Regions from separate parts of the Sus scrofa genome. Here region 1 is linked to region 2. Evidence: chromatin contacts called from public Hi-C data. All regions are on one chromosome and are shown on one strand. Each heading gives the region's core, a stretch centred on a gene start, on an enhancer-like site or on the middle of the called end of the contact. The rest is flanking DNA. Distances are from core to core; before and after follow the strand shown. Region 1 overlaps MCUB (calcium uniporter regulatory subunit MCUb, mitochondrial). Region 2 holds the start of MCUB (calcium uniporter regulatory subunit MCUb, mitochondrial).

Region 1 (3,120 bases), core at 8-2,507, 100 kb before region 2:
TATGGCTTGGATCTGGCATTGCTGTGGCTGTAGCGAAGGCTGGCAGCAACAGCTCTGATGAGACCCCCAGCCTGGGAACCTCCATGTGCTGCAGGTGCAGCCCTAAAAATCCAAAAGACAGAAGAAAAAAAAAAAAAGAATTATAGGGCATACCTAAAGGCAAAAACACAGTTTGAACAGACAAAGCAAGCATCAGGACCAGAGCTGGATATAGCAGGAATACTGGAATAATAGAGTAATCTGAAGTAATAACTATAATATATGACAAGGGCTCTACTGAACAAAGCAGACAAGATGCAAGAACAGAGAAGTAACGTAAGCAGAGAATTGAAATTTCTATGAAAGAATCAAAATGAAATGCTAGAGATCAAAAGCTGCTACAACAGAATAAAAAATGCCTTCCATGGACTCATTAGTAGTAGTGCAGGGCTAAGAAATAATCTCTGAGATTAAGGATGTCAATAAAAGTTTCCCAAACTGAAAAACAAAGAAAAAACTCCATCATATTTAATGTGAGAAACCTGATGCCTTCCTGCGAAGACCAAGAAAAGGGTAAAGTATTTCCTCTCATCACTGAAAAATCATACTGCGAGTCCTCGCTAATACATTAAGAAAATAAAAGTTGATTATGAAGGAAGAAATAAAATTGTCTTTGTCCACAGATGACATGATTGTCTATGTGGAAAATCTGAAAATGGACCAAAAAACTCCTGGAAGTAATAAGCAATTATAACAAGGTGACAAGATACAAGGTTAGTATATAAAAGTCAATTATATCATATCCTTGAAGTGAACAAGTGGAATTTGAAATCAAAAACACACCAGCAAATACATTAGCACCAAAAGAAATTGAAAAACTTAGACATAAATCTAACAAAAAATGTATGAGATCTCTGTGAGAAAAACTACACACTCTGATAAAAGATATCAAAGAAAAGCTAAATAAATAGAAATATTCCTTGCTGATGGATAGAAGGACTCAATTATTATCCAGCTATCATCAGTTCTTCCCAACTTTATCTATAAATTCAATGCAGTCTCAATCAAGAGCTCAGCAATGTTTTGTGGAAATCAACAAATTTGGTTCTAAAATTTATATGCAGCATCCAAAGATTCAGAACAGCCAACTCAGTACTGAAGAAGAATAAAGGCAGAGACTGACACTGTGCAGCTTCCAGGCTTACTCTAAACTACAGTGTCAAGGCTGTGGTTCTGGTGAAAGGCCAGAGAGATCAATGGAGCAAATTCGAGAGCCCAGAAATAGACCCAAATAAATGCGGTCAACTGATCTTTGATCCAGGAGCAAAGGCACAGAGTGGAGCAAAGACAGTGTTTTCAACAAACTGTGCTAGTAAGAACTGAACATTCATATGCACAACAATGAATCTAGACTCAGACTTTACACCCTCCACAAAAATTAACTCAAAATGCATTATAGGCTTAAATATAAAATGCAGAACTAGAAAACTGCTAGAAGATAAACTCTAGATGACTTCGGGTACGGCGATGACTCTTTTAGATATAACACCAAAAGCCTGATCCATGGAAGAAATCGTTAAGCTAGACTTCATTAAAATGCAAAACCTCTGCTCTGCAAAAGACAATACCAACCAAATGAGAAAACAAGTCAGAGCTGGAGAAAATATTTGCAAAGAGAGATACGATAATGAATTGTGATTCCAAAATATACAAAGAAGTCCAAAACCAACAAGAAGAAAATTAACATCCTGCTTAGAAAACGGACAAAAGGACAGAACAGACACCTCACCAAACAGGATATACAGATGGCAAGCAAGCATTTGAAATCATACGTTATTAGACAAGTGTAAATTGAAACAATGAGCTGCTACTACTTCACATTAGAAGAGCCCAAATCCACGACGCGGACACTAAACACTGGCAAAGATATGGAGCAACAGGAGCCCTCATTCCCTGGGGACGGGAATGCGAAACGACGCACCTCCTTTGGAAGAAAGTCTGCCGGTTTCTTACACAACTAAACATGCCCTTACTTTGTGTACCAGCAATCATGCTCCTCGGTATCTACCCAAATGAACTGAAAACTTATGTTCACACAAAAACCTGCACACCGATGTGTATAGCCACTTTATTCATAATTGTCAAAACTTGGAAACATCCAAGATATCCCTCAGTAGGTGAATGAAGAAATAAATAGTGATACATCCATGATAATAGAATATTATTCAACACTAAAAAGAAATGAACTATCAAGCCATGAAGAGACATGAAGAAAACTTAAATGCACGGAGTTATTGTCGTGGTGCAGCAGCAACAAATCCAACTAGGATCTATAGGATACGGGTTTGATCCCTGGCCTCGCTCAGCGGGTCAGGGATCCGGCATTGCCATGAGCAGTGGTGCAGGTCGCAGATGCAGTTTGGATCCCATGTTGCTGTGGTGTAGGCTGGCAGCTGCAGCTCTGATTCAGCCCCTGGCCTGGGAACTTCCATATGCCTCACCTGCAGCCATAAAAAGGCAAAAAACCAACCAAACAAAAACTTGAATGCATACAATTCAGCAAAAAGAAGTGAAGTCTGAAAAAACTTACATAATTTATGATTTCAATATTTAACATTCCGAAAACACAAAACTAGGGAGAAAGTAAAAAGGCTGGTGGTTGCCAGAGGTTAAGGGGCAGGTAGAAACGAAGCAGCAGAGAAGGGAGGACTCTGGGGGGCAGTGGAACTACAACGGCGAACACATGTCATTATACACTTATTGAAACCCATTAAAAAAAACATAAAACGGTGGGAGAGAGATGAATCAGGAATTTGGGATTAAATATATATACGACTACATATAAAGTAGATAAACAACGAGGACATACTTTAAAGCACAGGGAACTACATTCAATATCTTAGGATAACCCGTAACAGAAAAGAATCTGAAAAAGAATATATCTTCTCATATATATATATATGGGTATAACGTCCTGCTTACAAAATGGACCAAAGATCTGAACAGACACCTCACCAAACAGGATATACAGATGGCAAGCAAGCATCTGAAATCATTCATACACACACACACACACACAAAGTATGACTGAATCACTTTGCTGTATACCTAGAACACCGAAAATCAACTATACTTCAATAA
Region 2 (3,059 bases), core at 330-2,829:
GTTTCACCAAGTGAAAAAAGCCTGTCTCTCCAATTACTCTATTAAGCTTACTAATTTTACATCCTACAAAGTTTGGCCCTTTCCTAGTTATAAGGAACAAAATGCCTTTCCTTCTTCTCTTGCAAACATTCAGAAAGGGCATTTAAGTATTTCCGCCATCATTCCAAACTCTGAGGCCCAGAGAGCGTAGCAGGGGAAAAAAAAGGGGGGGGGGGATGAACAGGAAGTGAAAGTGACAAGATAACAGGAACGGCATCGCTTACTTTCTGCTTTTCTTTCTAACTGCGGAAAGAAAAAAATACATCTTTTTTTCTCGTTAACAATCAAACTGATTTCTAAGGGTGGGTAGGCGGCGCTGAAAACTAAGAAACAACGCCCTCCCCAACCGCGCGCACCTGGAAGGCTCTTACTTCCAAGGCTGTCTTTCCTCATTAGGCTCAGAGTTAGGGCTCCCAGGCTCCTGTCAGCCCCCATCACAATCCCAGTTACACCCAGTACTTCACCCCATCCCCCAACCCTGTCTTCCCGTGTATTTTTTAGCGCACATCGACCGACGCTCTACCTCCTCTTCCAAGCAACGGTTCTACAAAGATTTCCACAATACAACTGTGTCAGGCCAACTGTTACTCATCAGCACACACATGATTCACCCGTCTCTCGGCTCTCGGAACAAAACGCGAGTTTTCCTTCCCTCTTTGAAAGGGAGGTGCTCGTAGTTTTTAGGTTGGAAATTTCACTCTCCTACCACAGTACGTACTCAGGGCTGTCGCGCTGGCTCGCTTTACCGTTTTCTTAGCCCCCTTAGGCCACATCGGCACCGACAATCGAGCAGACAGCAAAGCGGCTCTGAAAACTTATTCCAGATTGCGGTTTGGACGCGGAAAAACTGTCTCCCGGGGCAACTGTGCTGCTCCCGCGGCCGCCGCCGGGTGGTCCCCGCACTCCAACTTAACCGAGGTGATGAGCCAGCTCACTTCCCCGTAGCCCTTGGCCTTTCCTTCCCTCGGCTCCTGGGGGTGACCCCGACTCTGGACCGCCGGGCCCAGGTCCATGGCCCGAGGGATGACCTATCCTCCCGTCCGCAGAGCCGGGGGAGAGGGGGCGAGGGTGTCATCAAAACGCAGTGAAAGTCCCGGCCGCTCGGCTTTCGCTCCCGCCTAAGTTGCCCCACGCAAACTTTCCCAGCCGCCTCCCCCGGCACCAGGTTTGGGCTCACCTGGGGCATCGGCGGCCGCGAATGCGCTTGGCCTTGGGTTCCGGGGGTCGTCAGCAGCCGCGCGCGCCACGGCCAGGGGCCCCTCCAGCGCATCATCCCGTCGGGCGCGGCGCTCCCGCTGGAGTCAGCGGGCCATGGTCTGCGCTGGTGGCTGGGCGCCGGCGTTCTCCGTGGGCGCAGCCTCGCCGGGCCCCCGCCTCCCCGCGCCGCGCAGCGCGGGGCGGGCTAAAGGGAGGGTGTGTCCCTCTCCCCTCGTCTGGTCTTCGCACACGCCCCGGCGCGAGCCTGTTTTCTTTCCTCCGACCAAAATTTGGAGGGGCGGGAGGAGAGAATGAGAGCGCGAGGGAACCGCCCTCCGCATCTCAGGTGTTGCGGGTCAGCCCGGATGTTTGGCCGGCCTCCCTGCTTCCCTTAAAGCCCCTTCTGAAATGAACGAGAGCCCGGGCGCCGGCCGCTCACTCCTGGGGAGCTGTTGATTTCAAAACTCGCTGGTGATTCTGGGTACTTAGTGCCCGGCGGGCAGTCTTCTCCGTTCCACCCCCACGAGGCAGGGAGGCATGGGGTGAGCGGAAAAGAGCGTCAGGGATCTGAAGAGGGGCAGGGTCTCTCTGGAAGTTTCCCTCCTGCCCTAGAGGAGCAAGTCCACGGAGGCTCCACCTTTCAGCTCGAGGCGTGGGCTGCGGGCGGCGGTGGCCGGTGCTCTCTGCTCCCCGATGAGCAGCGAATGTTTCCCAGGGCCTACCTCTGCCAGAGGTTTGCTGTCCGATTGATGGTGACCCACACAGAACCCTTTGGGACAGTCTCTCTCACAGCTGAATTGGCTTCTCCTTTGAAGCACGTTATTAATTGAAGCAGCTAAGAAATTGAAAAGTTTTCACAACAATTGGGAACCCTAATGTTTTGTCTTGGACTGTGTTTGTAGAAACAAACACAAACCACTTAAGAGCAGCCTAATCCAAGCTTTCACATAGCTTTATTTACAACAGAGTTGGTAGATAAAACACAGGATGTTCAGTTAAGTTTGATTTTTAGATAAACAACATAATTTTTTAATGTTAAGTATGTCCAAAATACTGCATGGGTCACACTTTTCTTAAATGAAACATTTGGGGTATACTTATGCTAAATTATGTATTGTTTATCTGTAATTCAAATTTAACCAGGCATACTGTTTTTATTTACTAAATCTGCAAGAGGCTTGAGTTAATGAATCAAAACTGGCAAACAATGCAACAAGTGGTAAATCTCACCTCATGATAATCTTTCCTTATTGAAAAAAGATGCAGGAAATTCCCATTGTGATTTAGTGGGTTAAGGACCCCACGTGGTCTCTATGAGGATGCATTAGATCGCTGACCTCGCTCAGTGGGTTAAGGATCCCGTTTTGCCACCGGCTGCAACTAGCCAGCAGCTGCAGCTCGGATTAGACCCCCGCCTATGGTTAAAAAAAAAAAAAAAAGAAAGATGCAGGTATCTACCATAGCAAAAACTGTCACCATTCTTAGTTGGTTCATACCTGTTAATGAGCATCTGTGTTTCAACATACCATTGACCTCCACAGATAGTGACACATTAAATATGAGGTCCACATGGAAGTAATTTTTTTTTTTTTTTTTTTTTTTTTTTGCCTTTTCTAGGGCTGCTGCCTCAGCATATGGAGGTTCCCAGGCTAGGGAGCTGTAGCCACTGTCCTACGCCAGAGCCACAGCAACGCGGGATCTGAACCGAGTCTGCGACCTACGCCACGGCTCAGACAATGCCAGATCCTTAACCCACTGAGCAAGGCCAGGGATCAAACCCGCAACCTCATGGTTCCTAGTTGGATTCGTTAACCACTGAGCCA

Evidence for each region. A called contact is a pair of places that touch in the nucleus more often than the background predicts.
Region 1: a Hi-C map of liver shows a contact between it and region 2, with 1.8 times the contacts expected there. The contact joins the enhancer-like site here to the promoter of MCUB in region 2. A contact is called at or near these places in 1 of 5 promoter capture datasets (liver), 6 of 47 Hi-C or Micro-C datasets (embryonic fibroblasts, liver, skeletal muscle and 1 more) and 1 of 2 datasets of contacts at active chromatin or transcription factors (alveolar macrophages).

What each region holds. Positions count from the first base shown.
Region 1 is chr8:112,546,079-112,549,198 of Sscrofa11.1, forward strand. All of the region lies in intron 4 of MCUB (calcium uniporter regulatory subunit MCUb, mitochondrial), which reads right to left. Among named protein-coding and RNA genes, the nearest start is that of CASP6, 28 kb to the left of the region's middle. Within about 2 kb of position 1,258, at least 2 of the 83 cell types and tissues checked have an H3K27ac peak or open chromatin away from gene starts, as enhancers often do. A contact at or near this core is called in liver, where this site is marked.
Region 2 is chr8:112,649,824-112,652,882 of Sscrofa11.1, forward strand. It overlaps MCUB (calcium uniporter regulatory subunit MCUb, mitochondrial), which reads right to left and starts at 1,580. Exons shown (of 8, transcript XM_021101676.1): 1 at 1,217-1,580. The coding sequence starts at 1,312.